Linked DNA regions of Mus musculus: all the other regions are linked to region 3. A link is a contact called in public promoter capture Hi-C data. All regions are on one chromosome and are shown on one strand. Each heading gives the region's core, a stretch centred on a gene start, on an enhancer-like site or on the middle of the called end of the contact. The rest is flanking DNA. Distances are from core to core; before and after follow the strand shown. Region 1 holds the start of Arhgap33 (Rho GTPase activating protein 33). Region 2 holds the start of Rab4b (RAB4B, member RAS oncogene family). Region 3 holds the start of Cnot3 (CCR4-NOT transcription complex, subunit 3). Region 4 holds the start of B9d2 (B9 protein domain 2). Region 5 holds the start of Rabac1 (Rab acceptor 1 (prenylated)).

Region 1 (2,700 bases), core at 190-2,689, about 27 Mb before region 3:
CACTAGAAGGCTGCCCGAGGAAGTCACACTTAAGCTGAGATTACCTACTTGACCGAGGCCATCTTAACTGTGGCTGGGTAACAAACCACCCCCAAAACTTAGTAGCATCATCACTCATTACACTTATTCCCTCCCCCCACCCAGCACTTTCCATATTTCGCCATCCCAACTAGCTTTTCTCTCGGATGATACATATTTATATTTATTTTGTTCATTATCTTCCCCCATCAGCCTTTGATTTGGAGGTTTTAAATTTTTTTATTTAATGCATACAGGTATTTTGCCTGTGTATATGTTGGGGGTTCCATGTGTGCCTAGTGCCCACAGAGAGCATCTTCTGGACATCTTGGAGCTGTAGCTGGTGAACAGTCATGTGGGTGCTTGGAACAGGGAGTAGAAATCTGAGGACTCTGGAAGAGTAGTCAGTGCTAACTGCTGAGCCATCTCTCCAGTCCCTAATTTGGTTTGTTTGAGACAGATTTTCACTATGCAGCTCAAGCTGGCCTCAAATTCATGATTCTCCTGCACCCACTTTTCCAGTGCTGAGATTACAAACCGAAATCACCTAGTTCATACTAGCCTTTGAGCTTCCATATGGGTAAGGCTGTATTTTTTTTTTTTTTGATTATTGGTATATCCCCGAATTAAATAATCAAAGTCTTTAAAAGCCTGGACCGGGAGCGTGCTACCGAAACGAGAGGCCTGCTCAGGTCCAGATCAGTGAAAGCATCCTTCCGGAAAGGGTGTGGCTGCAATGCTTTCTAGGCACTTCTCTATCGTTTAAAAAAAGAAAAAAGACTGCACCTGGCTTTCTGAGAGGCATGAATGTCATAGCATTCCATACAGAAGCTTTTCCTAGAAAAAGATGTCAAAGGCTAGCCTCAAATAAGCGAATATAGGGAAACAAGGAAAGATGTCCAGTGAATAGGGGGAGGCCAAGTCGCACAGAGCCTAGGGTGGGGACACAGCGGGGTGTGCGAGATCAAAAAGCTTGTGGGCGGGGTCAGGATCAGGACTGACAGCGTGGGGACTGGAGGACCCGCATTTCGAAAAGGCTGCTTGTGGGGGATAGTCGTAGGCGAACCCAATGAAGCACGTCCGAGGAGCGACCGCGGGAGGAAAGGGCAGGCTGCTTAAGGAGAGAAGTGGCGGCAGCGGAGCATAAAGAATACAGGGTTTTATCTCAGGAGGGCCCTGACAGCCAATGCCAACCATCCATGGGCGTGGCGCTGTCAAACTTCGGGGGGTGGGACTGGAGAGACGGGGCGGGGATGGGGGCGGGAAGTAGAGCAGCACTCAAAGCCAATAAGCAGCCGCCTTGTGGGCGGGGCGTAGCCCTCAGGCCAAAACTGGAGCCAATGAGAAGGGCCTCCGCGTGCCCGCTGGCCCGCCCCTCATGGGGCGCGCGCCAGAGACCCCCCCGGCAGCCGTTAGGGGAGGAGCCTGCGACCGCCCGCGCGCGCCTCACGCCCTCCCCTTTGTGTCACCATGGCGGCGGAGGCGGCGGTGGCGAGGACTGCGAACGAGGGCTCGAAAGCCGCCGGGGTCTGAGGAGGCTACCGCGACCATGGTGGTGAGGGGCCCTCGGGGCCATCAGTCTGTGTGTCCGCGTGCCAGTCTGTCCGCGCGGCCCCGCCCTGCGCGCCCCGCCCCCGGCCCCGCCCGAGCCCGCGGCCTGCGCGCCGCCCCTCACCCTTCCTCGCGGTCCCCTACGGTCTCCACCTCGGTGCGGTCCTGGGTCGCGGCCCGGGCCTCGACCCCGCCCCCTCAGCGCACATTTCCTCCCTCCCCCTTCTGGGCCCTGAAAAAGGGGTGACAGTGGCGGAGGATCCGGACTTGAGAAAAGGGGGCTGGTTCAGGGAAGGACCCGCGCGCCCCATGAGGGCTTCCCCCCTGCAGGCGTCTGCCGAGGCTCCCTGGAAACCAGCCCCCACTCCAGCGCCCTCCTCAGCATCCTCATCCCCAGTCACCCTCCCGACCACCACCTCCTGCTCCCAACAGCCCCTTTCTCATTCCTGAGCCCCACCCCCATCTCACTCCATCCCCTGCCTGACCCTTTTCTTCTTCATTTTCATCCCACGCCACGCGCTCTCAATCCCTCCACCGACATCGATCTGAACCTTTATCGAAGTCTCTCCCGCCGCTTCCCGATCCTTACTCGAGGCCAACATCGCGCCTCCCGCCTCCGTTCCACTTGAGCCTTGGGGCTTCTCCATCTCCTTGTCTTCATCTCCCCTCCTCCATACTGCTCCCGCTCATTCATCCATTCATTCCCTCACTCCACAGACATTCACTGAGACCTCCTCTGTGCAGGCCCCATGCTCCAGGCACAGAAACAGTCAGATCCCATCCTGCCTTGGGGAGCTTCATGGGCTGGCAGGGGACAGACTCTGAGGGTGAGACCCAGGGATGAACTTGGGGTTGCAGGGACACGGAGGAGGGAAAAAGCCCAGTCTAGCAAATCCCCGAATCCCCATCTGGCAGCTGGTTATTTTATTCATCAGAGTTGCCCAGTCTATGCCGTGCAACTGGATTGGCACTGCGTGTCAGGGACCCAGAGAAGAATCATACATACAGTACTAACTCTGTGCTGATCTCTGTTGGGCATTGGCGGGGGTGGGGGTGAGGGTGTCAGCCTGGGGCCCTATTTCCAAAGGGAGAGATGAGTTCCTTGCAGGAAGCATCTCAGAGTGAGATGGA
Region 2 (2,700 bases), core at 130-2,629, about 24 Mb before region 3:
GGAGACCTGGCAGCCCGCCTGGGCTATTTCCCCAGTAGCATTGTCCGGGAGGACCTGACTCTGAAACCTGGCAAAATTGATATGAAGACCGATGTGAGTGTCTTGGGGGTGGAGGTGGGAGTAGGATGATAGTTCCTTTATTTGCTTACCTGTTTATGAGAAGTAATTATTTTTGTTGTTGGTATGTACCCAAGCTGGCCTCAAAATCACTAGCCTCCAGTTTCAGCCTCCTGAGGGCTGCTGAGTTTACAGGCCCTGCCCAGTGCTGAGTGATCTCTAATTGGGAAATGGCAGAGGGTGCAGTACTGGAAGCTAATGTGTTCATTTCTGGGTGATCAAACCTAGTCCTTGCAGCTATAACTTTGTTAGAACCACTAGGCGCATTGCAATGTCATCACTGGTTGGTTTTCTATCTACTCTTTTTCAGCAATGGGATTTCTACTGCCAGTGAGCTCAGCCTACCGCTATCCCTGCAGTTACCCTTCCGGCTCTATGCAAATACAGCAGCCAATGGCAAACTATTTGTCTCTTTGGTTTTTGGGGTTGGGTGGGTATGTGCAAAGAATGTTTCACGGGTTTCTGAATATAGCCAATTAATGCCCTGAATGTTGTAACGTCAGTGGCTACTAGGCAGAATTTCACTTTGCAAGCCCTTTGCTCCAAGGTAAGGTTTGGGACCCCCAAGCAAGGGGGTAAACAGTACAATATATGTACGCTTTCCTCTCTTTTAAAGGGAGTTGAATCATTGGTATGAGCCAATAGATCCCGAGAAGCGCATAGAACGTACAGTTTTTTTGTTTTGTCTTTGTTTTGAGGGTTTCTCTATGTAGGCCCTGACTGTTCTGAAACTCACTATGTAGACCAGGTTGGCCTTGAACTCAGCGATACATCTGCCTCTGCTTCCTGAGTACTGGGGTTGAAAGCATGCGCGACCCCAGAGCCCGACCAACAGAGGTTTTTCTTGTAGATAGGGATAAATGTGCGCGTGTCCTCAGCTTTCCTCTTTCCGGTCTATGGGGTTAGAAATTACACTCAGCAGCCTGAGATCCATTCTTCCAACTCTGTCCATCCTGCCCTTGCTCCTTCTTGGCATTCTTGTCCCCGCCCCGTGCCTACGTATAACCAATACGGAGTCTAGTCTCTGCTCCCCGATATTTGACCAAATCCGTTCCACCGCTAGGGCAGCATCTCTGCCTCCGCCCTCTCCCACTTGCTCCACCAATCGCTCTTCTATGTCACGCCCCTTTTGACTCGGCCCCTCTCATGCCACCAATCCGCGCCGCTTATCCCGCCCACTGCCTCCTGAATCCACCAATCACTGCGTTGGGCGAGCGTGGCCTGGTATCCGCAGCTCCGGAGGCTCGCGCGGGAGGGGGGGGGGCGGTGAAGGCGGAAGTGGCGGCGCCGGGTCCAGAAGTGGAAAGGAGCTGAGGCTGCAGCCCGAGTGGAGCGGCTGCCAGCCGAGGAACAGGCGCGGCTGCGGCGCCATATTGCGGCCCTCAGCGGTCGCCACTGAGCCATGGCCGAGACCTACGGTGAGGCTGATGGGCCGAAGCAGGGGGGGCTGGGCCCGTAGTGGATGTGGATGTGGAAGTGGGGCGGGGCTTTCTGGTCAGGTGGGCGGGGTCTGCCCGGATACGGGGCAGGGCTAAGTGGGTCTGGGGCTGAGCTAATCGATTTGGGTGGAGCTTGAAGAGGCCGCTGTACGGGTTAAAAAGATCTAGGGCGGGATTTAAGGGACCTAGTCTTGGTAGATTAGGGTAGGGGGTAGGCCTTGAAGAGGGAAGCAAGCCTTCCTGGGCGGAGCATGAGTGGATAGGGCGGGGCTGACGGTGACCAGCAAGGGTCAGGTTTTATGGACTACAGAGAGAGCCTCACAGATGCTGTGCACCCTGCACACTCTGTGGGCTGATCTGGTTTGAGAGGGCTGGAGTGATGTTCTTGAGTTATAGATTTGAAACTTAGCGTCAAGAAATGCGGCATAAGTTTAAGGATAGAGGCCAGGGGTTCTGGACAGAGGATGGGGAGACAAGGTTCAGAGTTAGGCAATCAGTATGGATGTACAGTGTCAGGTGGGTAGAGGTAGGTTGGAAGGCAGTAGAAATCTCTGACGACAATCAGAGACAGCTCCATTCATTGAACACTCATAGAAAAGCCACAGAATCTGGTGCACACTTACCAGAGGAGGTAACCAGTTTAGGACATAGGCCCAACGTCAGAGGCCTTGACAGAGTGAATGAGTGAGAGGGGGTAGGAGGTGAAGTGAAGAGGAATGGAGGTCAGATTTAATTCTTGTTGAAATGGCTTTTGAAATGCATCAGGTAAGGTCTTGCATTGTGGAGACCTTTAGTTTGGGTTTGTAGCTTAGCTGTGCCTAGCTGTGTAGTCTTGCTTTCGTCAGTTAACCTCTCTGGCCTCATTTTCCTAGTCTGGAAAGTAGAAGTCCTTAGTATACTTCCTTCTTTCCTTTTTAAATATTTATTTAATGTATATGAGTACATTGTAGCCGTATTCAGAGCCACCAGAAGAGGGCATTGGATCCCATTATAGATGGTTGTAAGCCACCATGAGGTTGCTGGGAATTGAATTCAGGACCTCTGGAAGAGCAGTCATTGCTCTCAACTGCTGAGCCATCTCTTGAGCTGTATAATTTTATCTTTAGAGCTTTATTTATGATTAAATGAGTCTTTAGGACTGTGA
Region 3 (2,700 bases), core at 152-2,651:
CATATCCACATAGGCTGGGCAGATGAGAATGGAAATACAGAGAGATGGCAGTCCAGGTGATGACCGGGGAAGGGAGACGGTGAGGAAGCCCCTAGCCAAAAGAACAGAAAGCTAATCCTAAGAGGGATGACAGTCCCGGAACCGAGATACAGCTGTTTAGAAGTGCTTCAACTGTCCCAACAGAAGAGCACCAACAACTGAAAGCATGGGAGCTCGCATTCCACCGACCCAGATCTAGAAAGAAAAGCTAAGCGGTCCTCACCACACACAGCAATACCTAACCACTTAGGAAGCTTCACCCACCGAGGCAGACCGTGCATCGTAGTGGAGCCTGCATCCCCAAAGCTAGAGTCCACTGATACCCCACCTCAAAGATGCAAAAGATGTGAAGCCAGGAAGTGAGCAATACGGTACAGTCCTGAATCCAAGGTTTGGGGAGGGAGTGTTAAAACAAAACACACACACACACACACACACACACACACACACACTCACAAACCCCATGCTTCCTTAAAAAGAAGATTGGTGGAAAGGGACCTCTAGGAGACTTCACTGCTAGAGCTGTAAGGACTAGGTGGAAACTTTGGCTTAGGCTCCAACTCACAACGTTAACTGCACCCTCGGGTCTTGGGGACTTTTTCCTCCACAAGATCCATCTCTTCCAAAGAGGCTTCCCCCTATCAAGACACCAACAAGCTGGAGCTTTCGGGTGCACTGAGGCAACGCTCCCGAATGGAGCTCCCGGGGAAGGCATGACTGCAGGAGTGGGCCCCGCGCCCAGAGCAGAAAGACCCCTCCGCGGCCCGCAGCGCGCCCACCGCTCCAAGCCCAGCCAGACGCGGAGGAGGACGGGCACCTCGCACCCGGGGCCGGCGCTCTGCCACGCGGGAGTCCGGACGCGGGAGGACAGAGAGAGGAGAGGGTCCCCGCCCGCCCGAGCCGAAGCTGGGCCCGAGCGCGCGGCTTGGGCCCGGCGGGAGCTGAGGCCGTGTCGCGACAGGCAGCAGGGTCGCGGAGCAAGAAGTCGGCCGATGGAGCTGAGGGAAGAGGGAAAGGGGTCCGGCCCAGTCGAACCTGACGCTCACCGCAGGAGCTGGCGCCGCCGCTGCGGAGCGTATCGCGACAGGCGAGGAGGGGGGAGAGAGAGGCGAGCGCCCGCCCGCCGCCTTTTTTTTTTTTTTTTTTCCTCTTTCCTCGCGCCCCGAGCCCGGGCGCTATCGCGATAAGAGGGCGCGAAAGCCGGAAGTAGGGTTGGGTTGTTGATAGAGGAAGTGGGCCCGGGATTGTTCTAGACGACCGAGTAGGGGATTCAGGGATCAAGGAAAGGCCCGGCAGCGGCTGCCGACGGCTCCACGGAAGCTGAACGGGCCCGGTCCAAGATGGCGGCGGCGGAGGCCTCCCCTCCTCTCTTCTCCTCTCTGGCGCCGGCCCGCCCCCGAGCCCCGAATATAGGTCCGTCATTGCTCCCGCAGTACGTCGCTCTGCGCCGTTAGGCGCGCCCCATTGGTTCCTAGCGAGAATGAGGCCAACCTCTTCATTATGATTGGCTGATCTCGGCAAGGCGCGGCGTTCGATTGGCCTCCCGCTCAGCTTGCTTGGATTGGCTCGGGTATTTCTTCCCAGCTCCTCCTCCTCCTCCCCTCCTCGGAGCACAACACGCCAGCGCGAGGACCTGGGTGTCAATCAGGAAGCCTGTGTCGTGCTGATTGGATGTGTCCGCCCCCTTACCCTAAATCAATTGGCAGCGGGGAGGAGTCAGGGTGAGGGGCGGGAAGTTACTCGTCAAGTTTAAAGGCAGCTGTAATTGGTTGCGAGGTGTATTCTACCCTGAACTCATTGGTTAGCTATGAATGTGGGTAGAGGAAAACGACAAAAAGCATAGCGTGTGAGTGTTAAAGGAAGCTTATCTAGTGGGAGACGGAGAGGTGCCAGAGGGTTGGGGATAGTAAACCCAAGTCATCTACCAATCAAAAGAGCCGCCAGCCCTAAGGGGAGGAGCTAGACAAACACCCCGCCCCTTCCCTCGGTTAGCCAATAGGGTAGCTATTAACCTGCCGACAGGTGTGGTTGTCGGAGCATCCTTCCTTTGCCTGTCTAGGCTGTTATCTGATCCTCGTAGTTATTCCCCAAGCGCGTTTGCTTGGTATATCTCTAAAACTCAGTGCTTTCTAAAGGATGAAAGAAAGAAAGAAGGAATCAGGAACATTGCAGAAGCGACTGAGAAACACAAGGCGTGGGACTGACGTTTCTCTGGTTAAGTTAGCAGACTGGGACCTTCCCTGGAGTTGCAAGGACTCCAGCTGTAGAGGAAACTGCGCTTTGCCCTACCTCGGTTACATCTGTAATGACTACTCACTAGAGTTCTGCTATGCTTCTTAAGGAGTAAACTTCTCCGACCACCCTTGCCGAGTGCTTAGGTGAGCCTCTGGTTTAATTTTGTTTGATTCCTGCCGTTTTTACACATACTTGAGTCTCACTCTCTGGATTTCTCGTTGTTTAGTACCCATGAAGCACTCCATAGCCCTTTGCTGACTAGGTTGCAAACGTGAGCACCACGTTTTCATGAATTGGGGAAACTCGATCTATCTCTGCCTACTATGTGGAGGAAAAGAAGATAAATCCACACTTGAAGAGAACGTGCACGTGCATTTCACCGCATCAGAATGGCATGAAGCAAGAGAGAAAAAATGGCTTATAAAA
Region 4 (2,700 bases), core at 116-2,615, about 22 Mb before region 3:
AGCTTTCAGACTCCTCACTGTTGCCACGAAGGCCCATGTGTGACCTGGATCCTGTCACTCATCTGCCACTGCCGCTCCCCACCCTCAAGCCTCACTGGTCCCATCCTGTTCCCTTGCCTCAAGGCCTTGGCAGCGGCTGTTCCTTTTGCCCTGAAACGTCTGCTACTGGGTGCCCATTTCCGGCTGTTTTCCTCCTGCCCCCCAATTCAAGTGCCACTTGCACAGAAAGGCTTTCTCTGATCTCAGACCTCCACATCCCAAATCAGCCCCCAGCACATCACTTTCTTTTTTTCCCTAGAACTTACAATAATCTTGTATATATTTTGTGCTCTTTTCTTTGAGACAGGGCCCCAAACTTGTAATAGAAGGCTTCCTAGGTGCTGGAATTACAGATATGCATAAGCACACCTAGTTTGTCTACTGGCCTGAGGACAGGAAGTGTGTGTGTGTGTGTGTGTGTGTGTGTGTGTGTGTGCGCGCGTGTTTTCTATGTCACAGCCCCATATGCTTAGGGGCTATGTTTTCCGATGGTGAGATAACATGAAAGACAAGGATAAAGAGAAGCAAACAGTATGAGTTCATTGGAGAATCGAGGAAGGAACATGGAGACTTAGGCTAGGGGAGGGAGCTGGGTATTGTTTGGGAGATGAACAAGGTGTGAGGAGGATACCTGTGTGGATGCCCCACTTGCAAAAGAGGCTGCTTTCCGAGAAACCGGTGGCCCCTATGATCTGCCCGATCACGTGCACTTCAGCCATGGCTCTAGGAAAGGAAAAATTCAATCACAACCCTGTGAGGTAACTGTATTATTTCCATCTGACAGCTGGGAAAACTGAAGCCTATCACATAAAGAACAGCACTGTGATTCTAAGCTAGTTCCACCAACCCACTGACAATGTGGCCTTCATCACAGATACAAGCCACGTCCCCAGAAAAGCCCAAGAAAAATGGGGAAGTCTCCCAGAGGTGTGGGAACCTGCACCAATAAATAAACCAAGGCTCAGACGCTTAGAAAGCCCCGCCCCAGGGTTGTGGCCCCGCCCACATGTGCAAGGCCCCGCCCCTTCGCGGCAGATCAGCCAAGCTTCAAAAGGCGCATGCGTCTCGTCTCGGGTGTAGGGCCGCTTTACCCTTGCCCGTAGGCGTAGCGCATGCGTCATTCCTACCTCCGCGTACTTGACCGTTAGAAGTGAAAGCTGCCTCGGGGATGGTAGTTCACGGGCTTCTTTGCGGGCGCCGTCGAGACTAGTCTCGCTCCCCTCCCGGGCCCTTCCAGGCGGAGGGAGATCTGAGGTAGATAGATCCGCAGCCTCGCTCTCCTGGGGTGCCCCGACTGTTGCTGGGGCAACAGCAGGTTCCTCCCCTGAGCCCGCCCTGCGTGCTGATGATTGGTGCTATAGCTGCCCTCTGGGGGGCGGGGCGTAGTCGTGATGGACGCGGTCATTCGGGACTTTTTTGCGAGAATTGCATAGGTCTTGCTCCTGCGACGCCTTACGCCCCAGAGTGGGAGGCCTGGCGGGTTATCTCTATCAGCAGTTGAGGAAGTTAGAACGCCAACTGTTTCCTCTCCATATCTTCTTCACGCAATAAGCAAATCTATTGATGCTCTTTGCTTCCTCAAAACAAAACACCTTTCCTGTTCAGGATCACAGCCAGAATGGAGCCAGCCGACACTAAACGGGCACCTAAAGGGACTCCCATAGTAGTCATCTCTATGTTGTAGCTGGAGGGGAAAAAAGGACCTCCATATTCTGACACTAGAGAAATTGGGAAGTGGGTTTCTCTTCAGTTTTCAGAGCTTCCTCAGATTTCTCAAGGACTGAGAAGTCCAAGTTCTTTCTCAGAGTCACTGCAAAGTTCATTCTAGCAGCTGGTTTTGAACAAACAGGTTGGAGTAAAGATAAATGAGGAAGACGGGGCTGGAGAGATGGTGCAACAAGAGCGCTTGCCTCACTTCCAGAGAACTGGAGTTCGGTTCCCAGCATTCTGTAACTCCAGCTCCAACTCTGCCCTCTTCTGGCGTCCCAGAGGACACTTCCCACCCTCAACCCCTGCCCCGCGCACAGGTGGCATACACAAATAATAAAAATAAATCCTACAAAAGGAAGGAAGAAGCCCCTTTGGCAGGAAGTCAGGGAAGAAAGCCTCTCTCCTTTATATATATATATTTTTTTCCCAAGTCGGAAACAAATTTTAAAAATTTTATGATGAGTATTGTGGCTCATGAGAGACTGAGGCAGGAGGAATGCTGCAAATTTAAAGCCAGCCTGGGCTATTAAGTGAGTTCCAGGCCAATCCCCCTTAAACAAACAAACTAAAACTAAAACAAGAACTTAAGTCGTGTGTGTGTGTGTGTGTGTGTGTGTGGTGTGTTCAGGTGTATGGGTGGTTGTTTGTATGGTGCATATGTAGAGGCCAGAAGATAGCTCGTCTGTGTGGTGTGTGTGTGTGTGTGTGTGTGTGTGTGTGTGTGTGTGTGGTGTGTTCAGGTGTATGGGTGGTTGTTTGTATGGTGCATATGTAGAGGCCAGAAGCTAGCTCACCAACCTCCAAGGTTGTCCCTAGAAGCTATCCACTTTTTTTTCCTTCCAATTTTCAGGATATGTGTTACCAACACTAACACCACTGTTTTTGTGTGCTTGCTTTTTAAACATCTGTTGTTTGCACTGGTGTTTTTCACGTATATCTGAGCACCAGGTG
Region 5 (2,700 bases), core at 21-2,520, about 21 Mb before region 3:
CCAGTGCCACTTGCTCTGGGAAGCACAGGAAAGAGCTCAGAGCCAAGTCCCATCTCCCACAGCCTTCTCGGATGTCTCCTACTACCTACTGACTCAAAACCCATCTAACGTGAGCCTCCTCCCTCAGGAACCTGAAAGTACCCCCTGCCTCATCACATCTCTACCTCAGGGTCCTCGCTTCCACTGTCCCAAAGGACTCCTTTCCCAGCTTCCAGACACCTATCCTAAAAATCCCAGTATTCAAATTTCTTACATTCTTTGAATTAGTTTGCCACTTTCTGCAACAGTGTTGCCTCTGGATCCCACTGCCTTCTCCACTGCCTTCTCCCGAAGCCCCGACTCCCACCAGGGCAGCAGAGACTTGAGGGTCATGAAATAGAAAGAATTTGCTTAGTCCTCTTAAAGAAACTGAATTGGTTCCCATAGCAGTCAAACCCAGCTGACTTTTGCCGCCAAACTGGTTTCCAAGGTTCTCTGTCTTTTCCAGTACTCTGGCCTTGTGGTGTCCCTCTTTAGTCTTTAGGCTAACTGTACATTTGCAGTCCTCCACTGATCTGAAGCAATGCTGGACCCCAAGTGGGAAACCCAGACACAATTTCCTGCTGAGTGGCCCATACTGAAATCCCAACCCGGAGGAGTTCCGTTCCCAGCACCCATGATTTCTAGACAGCTCATAATTGCCTGTAACTCCAGTTCCAGGAGCTCTAAAACCCTCTTCTGGTGGCACACACGCATAAACATATAAAAGTAAATCTTTTCTTTTAAAATGCAAACATTTATTTTTAAATCATGTGTATCTGAGTGTGGGTATGTGCACATGAGTATGTCTGATTGGCTAGAGCTGGAGTTTCGGGCAGTTGTGAAGCACTGGGTGTGGATGCTGGGAACCAAGCTATGATCCTTTGAAAGAGAAACAAGTAAGCCATCTCTCCTGTCTCACTTTCAAAGTAAATACTTTTAGGAAAGAAAAAGTAAATGAACTCTTTCCCAGACTTGCCCAGTTAGAATCAGAATATCTGAGTTTTCGAACAATGTTTTATTAAGCTCTCTCGAGCCAGAACGACAGCTCTGCACGGTCCACGGAAGTACGTTTCTGCCATTCGAACTCCCACAAAATCCTCTGTCCTGACAGTCCACCTGCTGTAGTCCACGCTGAGCCTCCTGAAACTACAATTCCCACAATGCCTAGAGGCTCCCGACGAGCTCTTAGCATACATCTCCCAAGATGTCTTGCGAGGCAAACCTGCCTCTTGACGCCACGATGACTACAACACCCACAATGCTTGGAGGAACAACTACCGCCCTCTAGAGCTCCCAACGACGCCACTTCCAAAGAGTCCCGGCTGGGGTGGGGCCGCCTAGGTGCTGCTGGGCTCCGGGCTATTTACAGCGGTTCTATCCACTGCAGTGCAGACATGGCGGCCCAGAAGGACCAGCAGAAGGATGCCGAAGGGGAAGGGCTGAGCGCCACGTGAGCAAGCAGGGTGTTACCCCCAGATCCGAGATGCAGGAGTCCCTCATCTCCTCAGAGGTCCTGGGAGGGACTCAGTCCTGTTGGCTCCCTCTCAGGACCCTTCCTCCTAGGGGTTCAAGGTCATGCTTGGGACCAGGTGTGCTAGAATCTGGGGTCCAGATTCTACCCTCTCCCTCCCTTCAGCTGCTCTGCTCTGCCCTGCCCATTAGGACCCTGCTGCCCAAGCTGATTCCATCCGGCGCAGGCCGAGAGTGGCTGGAGCGGCGCCGGGCGACCATCCGGCCCTGGGGCACCTTCGTGGACCAGCAACGTTTCTCGCGACCCCGCAATGTGGGAGAGCTTTGCCAGCGCCTGGTACGCAACGTGGAGTATTATCAAAGCAACTACGTGTTCGTGTTTCTCGGCCTCATCCTGTACTGCGTGTGAGTGCCTCTGCGGCCCCGCCCTCGATAGTCAGACCCCGCCCCCGGCTGCCAGGCCCCGCCCAGACCAGTTAGCCCACTTTGTCACTACAGGACCCGGTCAGTCTGTACTCCTGCATTCACCTGACCAGGATGTGGCCTTCGCTGGCCTAGAAGGACGTAACCTCAGTCTGTGTCCAAAGCTAGAGGGGCCTGGCTGACGCAGCCTCGGATACCTAACTCCTGTCTCCCACACTCTTCCAGGGTGACATCTCCCATGCTGCTGGTGGCTCTGGCTGTCTTCTTTGGCGCCTGTTACATTCTCTATCTGCGCACGTTGCAGTCTAAGCTTGTACTCTTTGGTAAGAAATCTCCTGCCCAAATGGCTCCTCGGGCCTTTCTGATCGTGGTCTCACGGAATGCAAACTTCCGAATAGTTGGGACCCAAGACGGCCCCCACCGAGCTGTCCACTAGAGTCACTTAACTTGGTCTTTAAGGGCTTAGACCCACCAGGTGCTCCCCTCCAGTCTCAGCTTCCCAAACCCAGAGAGACCCCAAAGCCCTGGCACCTCTGTCTCTTGTAAATGACTTAATCCAATTCCACTCAACCCCCCCCCCCCCCCCCCACGGAACGCATCAGCTGCAGATACCCACACTGCACACCAGGTGGCGACCTCATGCAGGCCTAGATCCGTGTTCCTTCCCAAGTCTTGGCCCTGATGATTCTCAGAGGGGAAGGCTGAGATCTGTAAGTCCGGTGGCCCCAGACTGTCACCAGGACCACTGGAAAGAAAGGTGTCAGGGAAGACCCAATGAGGGGAATC

Evidence for each region. Promoter capture Hi-C pulls out the DNA fragments that hold promoters and counts their contacts.
Region 1: a contact with region 3 is called in a promoter capture Hi-C map of cranial neural crest. The contact joins the promoter of Arhgap33 here to the promoter of Cnot3 in region 3. A contact is called at or near these places in 3 of 39 promoter capture datasets (cranial neural crest, maxillary cranial neural crest and pre-B cells).
Region 2: a promoter capture Hi-C map of the HPC-7 cell line shows a contact between it and region 3. The contact joins the promoter of Rab4b here to the promoter of Cnot3 in region 3. A contact is called at or near these places in 6 of 39 promoter capture datasets (the HPC-7 cell line, cranial neural crest, frontonasal cranial neural crest and 3 more).
Region 4: a promoter capture Hi-C map of the HPC-7 cell line shows a contact between it and region 3. The contact joins the promoter of B9d2 here to the promoter of Cnot3 in region 3. A contact is called at or near these places in 3 of 39 promoter capture datasets (the HPC-7 cell line, cranial neural crest and maxillary cranial neural crest).
Region 5: a promoter capture Hi-C map of second pharyngeal arch cranial neural crest shows a contact between it and region 3. The contact joins the promoter of Rabac1 here to the promoter of Cnot3 in region 3. A contact is called at or near these places in 4 of 39 promoter capture datasets (the HPC-7 cell line, cranial neural crest, frontonasal cranial neural crest and 1 more).

What each region holds. Positions count from the first base shown.
Region 1 is chr7:30,533,799-30,536,498 of GRCm38.p6, reverse strand. It overlaps Arhgap33 (Rho GTPase activating protein 33), which reads left to right and starts at 1,439. Exons shown (of 22, transcript NM_178252.3): 1 at 1,439-1,573; 2 at 2,287-2,396. The coding sequence starts at 2,319.
Region 2 is chr7:27,177,562-27,180,261 of GRCm38.p6, reverse strand. Rab4b (RAB4B, member RAS oncogene family) reads left to right here and starts at 1,379. Exons shown (of 8, transcript NM_029391.2): 1 at 1,379-1,535. The coding sequence starts at 1,520. Mia (melanoma inhibitory activity) reads left to right here. Exons shown (of 4, transcript NM_019394.3): 3 at 1-93; 4 at 428-521. The coding sequence ends at 451.
Region 3 is chr7:3,643,970-3,646,669 of GRCm38.p6, reverse strand. It overlaps Cnot3 (CCR4-NOT transcription complex, subunit 3), which reads right to left and starts at 1,401. Exons shown (of 18, transcript NM_146176.3): 1 at 1,086-1,401. It overlaps Gm15927 (a long non-coding RNA gene), which reads left to right and starts at 2,325. Exons shown (of 6, transcript XR_003946711.1): 1 at 2,325-2,417; 2 at 2,501-2,700.
Region 4 is chr7:25,679,445-25,682,144 of GRCm38.p6, reverse strand. B9d2 (B9 protein domain 2) reads right to left here and starts at 1,365. Exons shown (of 4, transcript NM_001362154.1): 1 at 1,167-1,365; 2 at 671-762. The coding sequence starts at 758. It also overlaps a transcript of Tmem91 not described here.
Region 5 is chr7:24,971,298-24,973,997 of GRCm38.p6, reverse strand. Rabac1 (Rab acceptor 1 (prenylated)) reads left to right here and starts at 1,270. Exons shown (of 5, transcript NM_010261.2): 1 at 1,270-1,471; 2 at 1,684-1,896; 3 at 2,140-2,237. The coding sequence starts at 1,416.